Regions from separate parts of the Lactuca sativa genome. Here region 2 is linked to region 1. Evidence: chromatin contacts called from public Hi-C data. All regions are on one chromosome and are shown on one strand. Each heading gives the region's core, a stretch centred on a gene start, on an enhancer-like site or on the middle of the called end of the contact. The rest is flanking DNA. Distances are from core to core; before and after follow the strand shown. Region 1 holds the start of LOC111913695 (equilibrative nucleotide transporter 1). Region 2 holds the start of LOC111913696 (probable serine/threonine-protein kinase PBL22).

Region 1 (4,684 bases), core at 1,508-4,007:
TGTGGATGAATTTTACAATTTGCTTAAGCTTATGATGACGAACATGCAGTTGCTCATGCTTATGACTTGGTTGTGCTTAAGTATTAAAGTCCCAACACCATCTTAAACTTTCATGAATTGTTTACCCATTAACAAATTATTATTTTTTTATCATATATGGGGCAGTAACTTACTTTTTTTTTTATTGTAGATAGCAGTTTCATTTATTTATTTTTTACCAAAAAAAAAAATACATTGCTATTTGTTGGATTTTTTCGTATTTAGATGGTAAATGTACTAAGTAACAATATAATTTGAATGATAATTTCTTTTTTTTGTTTTTTTTTTTTCAATTTCATTTGTTTTTCTACCAAAAACGAAGGTACATTGTCATTTGGTGCATTTTTCATATTTAAGTGGTAAATGCAGTAAATAGCAATGTACTTTGATTTACACGTTTTTTTTTCTTTCTATTTTTTGTTTTTTTCTTTTGATTTGATTCTGGCTAATTCATGAGAAAACTTAAAGACAATATATGTAAAACATTGGAAGGGTTGTTGCTATTTCCTGTTTTTTAATAAAAGACTATGAAATATCCTCCAACTCCCGAAACTCCAACACCCGTAACGCGGGATTCTTCCCTAGTTAAATATTAAAAACAGATTAAAAAACGAAAATATATTTAAATGGGCAAAATAGTCTTTCTGTATGTATAAATAGTTAAATACCACCTAAAAATCAAAATAAAACAAGGATCACAATGTAACACTTTCCAAATGCTATTTTTTGAAAAGAGAGACCATTTAAGAAATTTTGTAAACTTTATTTTATTTAGAAATCTTTGCCCTTTTAAATCCAATTAAACACATGAATTCAAACAAAATAAAAAAAATCATTCAAATTTCATTATTTTCCTGCCACAACAACACACTTGCACTAAATACCACAAAGTAAGTACACCTAAAACATGAATGAAAGAGATATAAACCAAGGGAGAGTTCAAAGCATTTGCATTTAATTTCACATGTTACATTTAAAGAAACTGCCCCAAATTTACACCAATGAGAAGAACAAAAGGAAACCGTATCTACATATCTTATCAATTTCAATCCGATTACACATATTCCAATATGAATGGTTGCAAAGTGTAAACCCACAAATCAAATGACCCAAAACCAACTAACCACCGAACCACAAGCCAGACCCAAAACCAAGAACAACACAAGCACAGTCCCAGCTGTCTCAGCATGTTGAAGCGGCACCGTTTTAGGACCCACCATCAGCAAACAGCTAGTCAAGTAGCCATTCGTAAGCCCTAGAAGACAAGTCACAATAGTCACCGGAATCTCAGTCCGAAGAACCATCGGACCATGTAAACAAGCCAAGTACACCGGAAAAAATAAAAGCCGAGCAAATGAAGCACCGATAGCCACCTTAGCATTCTCCACCACATAAACCGCAGTCAAACATTTCCCGATTAGGTCACACACGTTGAAAGCAGCAATAAGAATGATCGGATACCAATCATTGAGGATTTCGGAATGAACATCTTCTGTAATATACCCGGGAAATATAGCTAAAGTTACAACGTAGAGGATGATGACGCCGATTCCGTACCATTTTACTGCTTCCATGATTTCCCGAGCTCCGGTGACGGCGCCTTTCTCTTCTTTTTCGCTGTTCACGGCTTGGATTTTTAACTCGTTGTAGTGTTTGATGACGGGGAGTCTGTGAGCTATGTTATGTAATACGATGCATATGATCATTACGATTATGCTGACTAAGAAGTAGAGATTTGCGCTTTTTCGTAGCCCTTGAGCGTCTTGTGAATATACTGCTTTCGTGAAGATTCTTAGAATCGATATGAGAACCCCTGTGATGAAATTGGGTGTTCCCAAAATGGTAAATCAGCTAATTTATCTTGATAGCTGGATTGAAGTGGTGAACTCAAATCGAATTGGGTGAAACTTAAAATCCCCAAATCAGAGATTATGTAATTGAAAACCTAGATCCGGTTTGTAAAGAGATCGAGACAATTTACCTGAAGCAGCAGTTCCAGCAACGACAGCTTGCATATACCTCTCCGGCATTTCACCGGCGGCTCCAATCACTCCGCCTTGAACCAACGCATCGGCGAGACCAGCCAACGCCACCGCCGCCACAGATACGTAAAACCCGCCGTAAACCCCGACCTGACCCTTGATATACGTTACATCCATCACAGGGACGACAAGCAACGATACAACAAACAGACCGAGACCTACGTTAATCCTGACGAAGGAATGAGATTTGTCTGCGTAGAAGATGATGACGAGGAGAGATATGAGGCCTACAACCATGTAAACGACGGCGAAAACACGGTCGACGGAGGCGTCGGGGTAGAGATATGAAAAGTAATCGACGGCTGTGATGAATGCGTTCCATGGAATCAAGTAACCTGTGCCAAGGATGAAGTAGATTATGTAGGCTAAATGGTACGAGTCTTCGGGGATTTTGGAGTTGGATTCTGAGAGGAGGGGGAGCGTTGGTGATTCGGAGTCGTTAACGGCGGTAACGTCCGCCGTGGGGGAAGTCGTTGTGCCGCCCATGATCGCCGGAGATTCAATTTTTAACAAGATGGAAGTGGGGGCGTTGAGCAGTGCACAGAATTAATATCGCGAGTAAATTACAAATTTGGCCCCTAAGATTATGTTATATTTACATATATAGTTCAAAGTCTTAGTTTTGTACATCTTACATCTTTGTTACAGATTACATGTTTTATAACATTTCAGTCTGTTAGGTTAATCCTTTTCATGAAAGATATTTGTAATCAACGTTAGGGTTCCAAAAGAGCAATTAGTTACCTCCTTCACTGAAAACAAACAAGGTCCTTAAAAAATGAAAAATATATGATAAACTTGTTTTTCTTTACTCTTATTTAGTTATGTGGTACTTTAATTATATAAATAAATAAAAGAACCAAAAATATTTCAAACAAATACAATTATTTTAATATTTCGATCTAAATTGTCATGTGCCTAATGTCATAAAGCATCATCATAATAAATATGTTAACCAACATTTAAGCTATAAACTAAAATGTATGGTCTATAAGTGTAAACAGCATAGCCATGGAGCCAGAAGTGCAAATTGAGCATAAGTTGAGGGATAGCTATTGTAGATTATCTAAAACCGGTAGTTGGCTAAGATTCCAAGAAATCATCTGTACCGGAGAAAAAGGAGGCCAAAAACGTGGTGCTATTACTTTAATATAAAAAATCGTATATTATAAGCTACGAAAATAAATAAAATTATATAATAGCAAATTCATTTACGTAAAAGATATAAGAAATGTCATCAAAGGTCGAGATGTTATGCATGACTTTTTTTTAAGATCGCGAGATAAATTCGAATCGGAATCTAAGATTCTAAGATTCAAAAATTATAAAAATTTAAATGGTTAATGATAACAAATACCATCTAATATTTATGATAAGATTCAACATATTTTAGATGTTTTTTGTGGAGAAGTTCAGTTATAGCTAAAGACCTCCTATGTTTTATTACATGTGCGGTCAATCTATAACCAGGGGGAAGATGTCCTTCGAGATTGGCAGAATTTTTTGCATCTGCTTCTCTTACACCGTTTTTAAAACCTGACAAATGAATACAACCTATTGTAGTAGGCACTATATGAAGACATTTGGTTTCCAAGCTGGCTATGAAAGATGTTGATAAAGAAATGACCAAGTATCTCAATGATTTTCAGTTTGGGGTCGAGGCTTCGGATGGCGTTGAAGTCGTATTACATAGCGCCAATAGGGTGTCAAGTGAGCGCCACAATGACGGGTCTCTTTCCATGCTTATCGTGGACTTCTCCAATGTCTTTAACCTTTTTGACAGATCAACATTACTTCATGAGGTCAGATTGAGGTGCCATTCTATATCCTTGTGGGTAGAATTCAAATATGGTCAAGTCGCAAGGTTGTATCTAAGAGACATACATATTTGGTCTACTCCTGGAGTTCAGCAAGGATACCCCTTGTGACCACTTCTCTTTGCCCTTGTGTTGCACCCGCTCTTGTATAATATTAGAGACAATTGCAAGCTTCTTCTCCATGCATAGTACCTTGATGATGACACACTTATTGAAATTTTGAGGAGGTGGCCAAAGCGTTAGACATTATTAAGGTTATTGGCCCAAAATCGGGCCTTCAATTGAATATCAAGAAAACCGAGCTCTTTTGACCCTCGTGTGATGGTAGGAAGTTGCGTAAGGTGTTATTCGTAGTTGTCATCGGGAGGCCGCCATTAGGGGTGAAACTTCTCGGGGGAGCTGTTAGTAGAGATGTTAGTTTCATTAGCTGATTAGCCATAAAGAGAGTTGAAAACGTTGTGAATTTAATGTGCATTCTTCCATAATTTTTGACCCGCAGAGTGAGCTCCTTCTACTTCGGTCTTGTATGGGTATTGCGAAACTTTTCTTTGGGCTGAGGACGTACCAAACCGTTCACATGGAAGAGGCGACTTTGTTCTTCAATAATGGGTTGCGCAGGGCGATTGATGTTAGTGTCAAATATGTTGTAATATGTCGAAGTCAGTAATGTCAGTTTTGAATGTCATTTTATCTATTTACTAAGGCATATTATGTTTCGATGTCTTAATGTTTAGCCCTTTGTATTTTTTGTATAATTTCATATTCTCCTATAAATAGGAGTTGTAC
Region 2 (4,684 bases), core at 990-3,489, 390 kb after region 1:
AAAAAAAAAAGCACAATGCTATAATGTATATGAAATGTGTGTAGGATGTAGTTTGGTTATAATTTGATATGTTGGTATTTTGTAGTTTGGTAATTGTTAGTTTAGTATAGTACAATGTTATAATGGAAAAATGAAAAAAAATGTACTTGAAAAGAACAATGCTATAATGGAAAAAAAAAGGATGATATAATCATCATGACCTTAATTTGTAAAGTAGAATGTTATTATGATATGTTGATAATATATTTTGTTTCTTTGTGGTTGGACATGCTGCAAAACAATGCTAAAAGATCAAAAATTTAGTGCGGCACTAAAAGAGTAGTTTCAATCATTGTCGCCACGAAATAAAACGAAGGAAACGAGTGGAGTGATGAGGACGAGTAGCTACTTTTAGGATTAATGAAATGTTTTGTTTTGGTTAATATTTTAGACTACTATTTTGGATATGTTGCACTATGTTTGGGTGAGTATTTTGGATCGGATGTTTAGATTTAATATTTTGGATCGGATGTCATATATATTATTAAGTGGTTAATGTTTTGAACTATTTTTTTTTTTTTGCAAAATAATGTTTGGTAGCAGTTTTTATACTTGTTATAATGTTTTTTCTGATTTTAATGTTAAATACTACAAAAAAAAAATGATAAATACAATTAGCGGCGACACCTTTAGTGGTGACGGGCGTGTATTAGTGGAGACAAGGCTTTAGTGGCGACAATGAATATTAGGGGAGACAGGTATTAGCGACGACATATGGAGCATTTGCAGCGAGGCAACCGCGACGACCTTTTTGGCCTGTCGCTGCTAATACTCGCGTTTCTGGTAGTGTAAGGTAATTCAAAATGCTACAAAAGAGGAAAGGGACCTCAACAAATTCATATTGAGGGATTTGATGGCCCTACATTTGCATACATCTCGGTTTAGTCCAACATCAATTCAGGCTTTCGACTTTGCTAACTTATCATATTCAGATATTATACTTCCTCTTATGGCTAACTCACAATTAAAATTAATAGTAAATGTAATATCAATGGTAAAATTATATTTTTACCAAGGGTTGGCAACAAATTTAAATAATATTAAGAACGAAAAACACAACAAATTAAACTATCATGACACTCTGAGTTACAAATTCTAAATGCATATCCAATCAAACCACATGGATTTGTTTTTTCTTCTTTTAGTTGGTTTTGTTTGAGAACCTTCTTAGTTCAATTATTACCAATATGACGACAAATACAATCTACGTGACATGAAACAATACAAAAGATCAAACAATTACCATGGATCGTAAAATTAACGAATTATTATGTTTCACTTTCGAAGTGAAAACGAATTATGCTTTATGGGTGAAGAAGAGAACAATATCATTGTATACCCTTGTTCTTATATATTTGTCCTATATGCTAAAAAGATATTGGAGCACTATATGACACAAGTACGAACTCACACCATCTTAATGTAAATACTTCTATTTTATAAAATCAACGTCCTTTTCTTGTCTGACTTAAGTGGTGGACTTATAAGGCCTATAAAGAAATATTAATAGCATTTATTTTAATATAATATATTTTTTACATATTTATTGTTGACTGGTATTATAAAAAAAATTACTAATAATCATTTACTTAAGGACAAACGAATGAGTTTTTTATAATTGTATTCGGCAGTTTCTTACACTTACACATGAGTTATGATAAATCTATTAAATTTAAAAAAATTAAATATAACTAATATTATAAAAAAAGTTGGTAAATGCTAATAATATCATAAAAAATAGGTTAATATGATTAATATAACATCAATATTTCATCAAATAGTTTGTATTAAAATACAACTTTTTCAAATCGTTAAAAATCTCTTATTTTTTACATATTCACTCTTTGTCTAGAAAAAATGACTAGACAAAGATTAATTGCTAGGTGTCTTCTAACCGGCCACATACCCGATATCATCTATGAACTATTCAAAAAAATTAAGTACAGCAAGTAACTTTTTCTTGTTTTTTATTTTTTTTGGAACGAGAAATAATTATAACCTTTTTACTTATAATTTGAGCATAAATAATCACTAGTTATTTAAAATTGTTGATTCTATCGTACTTCGATTTTTTTTTCGGTATTTAAATATGCATAGTAATTACTTTGTAACATAATCACAGATACGATAAAGACGTAAGTTTTTAAAAAAAAATTGTTAATTCCTTAATCAGACTTCTTCAAATTGGAAGGGCCGGCAATTGGCTTTAGGAAATTAAATATTTTGATTTTTCATTAAAATATTAATTCTTACTAAAAATGAACACAGTATTTGTGTTTTAGCGTAAGTTTGGTGTAGTTTCTTATTCTGTTCTTTCTATTCTCGAATCCTGGAAGAACACTGAACATATAATCTACCAAAAATCATAAATACTTTCGTTTCCACAATTTCTGCACAAAAATCTTAGTTCAATGACACTTTCTCATACAAAAACGATCCCCATTTTGTTCCTTTTCGTGTTCTTCACTCATGTTTTAGCTAAAAACCTCACAGATGAATGTGTTCTTGACGTTCAACTTTCTTCGGACTGCAAAACTGCTAATTGGGACGGATTTTTCAGCACCGATTGTTGCGAATCAGCTTTTGAAGACTATCTATCCGCATTATCAAAACACACGAATCAAACTGGATCGATTTTCTTGAATTTGATACAACAACAAACTTGTCGATCATCGTTGGAAGGTAGCAACGGAAGAAATCTTTTGAGCTGCGGTGTTGAAAAGCTAACCTCCGGTTCGGGAAGCTGCTCGGATTTCACGTTGACTGATGTTGATAACAAGCTCGAGAGCTCTTTATCCAGTCTAGATCAAGATTGTGAGGTATTGGAATCAAGAAACGACTGCAGTTCTTGTTTAGAAAGATGGAAAAAGATTGGTGCTTTGACTATGAACAGTAGTGTGGAAGAGACTGAAATTTGTAGATTCGCTTTGCTTGTTTCGATGGTGAGTCGAAAGATCTCTGATTTCAAATGGGTTCAAGCCGTTTATCAGTGTCTTGGCCAGCATCAAATAAGTTTTCGATTAGATCAATCCCAGAATCTTGAAGATGATAATCATAAACACAAGAAAAAGAGGACCACTGGTGAGTTATCTAGAACACGTATTCAAGTGTAAAATTCACACTAATCATCGGATAATTTCTTGAAATTTTCAGTTGTCGTAATTCTGGTGGGAGGTCTGATCGGGATCATGATCATAATCATGGCATTGTGGATTTGGTTTAGAAGGTCAGTCGCCGGAAAGTTGCCAATGGGCAAAGTGGATATGTCTGTCATAAGGTCACCATTTCCAAAAGAAGTAAGCACGAAGTTAACAGTTAGGGATGTTTATGCGGCTACCAATGATCTCAAAGCATCAAACTTCATCGGTGAAGGAAACGCGGGTAAGAATTTTACTGTATGATTCATCAATATTTAGGTTGCTTTTGTTACACGTGACATGATATTATAAAATGTTGTTTTCGATAATGAGGATGTCATTAACGTTTTTTCAGCATAAGAGATAGAAATCGAGTCCTTTCACACATACTTAAAACTTTTTTGTGCAACTTTTGTCCTGTTGATGTTGGTCTCAGTCTCATGCACATCAAATACATTAAAAGTTTTCTATCTGTAAGTTTGCAATTTTTTAATTGGAGAGGTGTTCATTTGTGAAGGGAAAGTGTACAAAGGCGTACTTGTGAATGGTCAAAATGTTGCGATAAAGCACATTGTGAACGATGGAGAAATGGAAACGTTTGTGCGGGAAATCACGAGTTTGTCACACGTAAGACATCCAAACCTCGTAAGATTGCTCGACCATTGTGAGGGCGAAGGCGAGTGTTTTCTCGTTTATGAGCTTTGTCATTGGGGAAATCTTTCTGAATGGCTATTTAGTAAAGATAAAGTTCTCACATGGATCCAACGTCTTCACATTGCGATTGATTGCGCTCGAGGGCTATGGTTTCTTCATACATATCCCGGAGGATGCATAGTTCATCGCGATATAAAAGTAAGCGTTTTGCTTTCAGTTTTTAGTTTTTATGATGATTCTTGTTGGATTCATACATCAACTTGACATGGTCATGTCTATATCTGTATATATGTTGAATTCTCACATCTCTTTTTGAAGTCTATATTGGAAAGAAAATCAAGGACTTTGTACACATCCAACAAGTCTAATGTTTTTATATTAAAAATAATTTTCAGCCAACAAATATCCTCTTGAACGTGAACTTTCAAGCGAAGTTAGCGGACTTTGGTTTGTCAAAAATCATCGATACGGGTCTATCTCACGTTAGCTCGGAAGTGAGGGGAACATTTGGTTACGTGGATCCCGAATATCAAAAGAATAGTCGGGTGAATCCATCTGGTGATGTCTATAGTTTCGGGATAGTGCTTTTACAACTTCTTTCGGGGCAACGAGTGATCAACATAGACTTACAAAGGCCAATGCCACTTGGGAAGATGGTAAGATTCTTCCCCAACATTTTAGATTCGTTATAACGATTATGGTTAAATTTCAGTTTTAATGTTGATTAGGCCAAGATGCTAACAAGGGATGGGAGTATGACGGAGTTTGCGGATCCGAAACTTAATGGGGATTACTCATTTAAAGCTTTTGAGTGTATGATCAATCTAGCGGTTTCATGTATAGGGATGAAGCAA

What was found. Hi-C and Micro-C count contacts between places; a contact is called where the count stands out from the background.
Region 2: a Hi-C map of leaf shows a contact between it and region 1, with 4 times the contacts expected there. The contact joins the promoter of LOC111913696 here to the promoter of LOC111913695 in region 1. A contact is called at or near these places in 2 of 4 Hi-C or Micro-C datasets (both in leaf).

What each region holds. Positions count from the first base shown.
Region 1 is chr8:302,834,162-302,838,845 of Lsat_Salinas_v11, forward strand. LOC111913695 (equilibrative nucleotide transporter 1) reads right to left here and starts at 2,758. Exons shown (of 2, transcript XM_023909409.2): 1 at 2,021-2,758; 2 at 963-1,852. The coding sequence starts at 2,567. The coding sequence ends at 1,140.
Region 2 is chr8:303,221,322-303,226,005 of Lsat_Salinas_v11, forward strand. LOC111913696 (probable serine/threonine-protein kinase PBL22) reads left to right here and starts at 2,240. Exons shown (of 5, transcript XM_023909410.2): 1 at 2,240-3,120; 2 at 3,193-3,420; 3 at 3,694-4,028; 4 at 4,226-4,486; 5 at 4,559-4,684. The coding sequence starts at 2,451.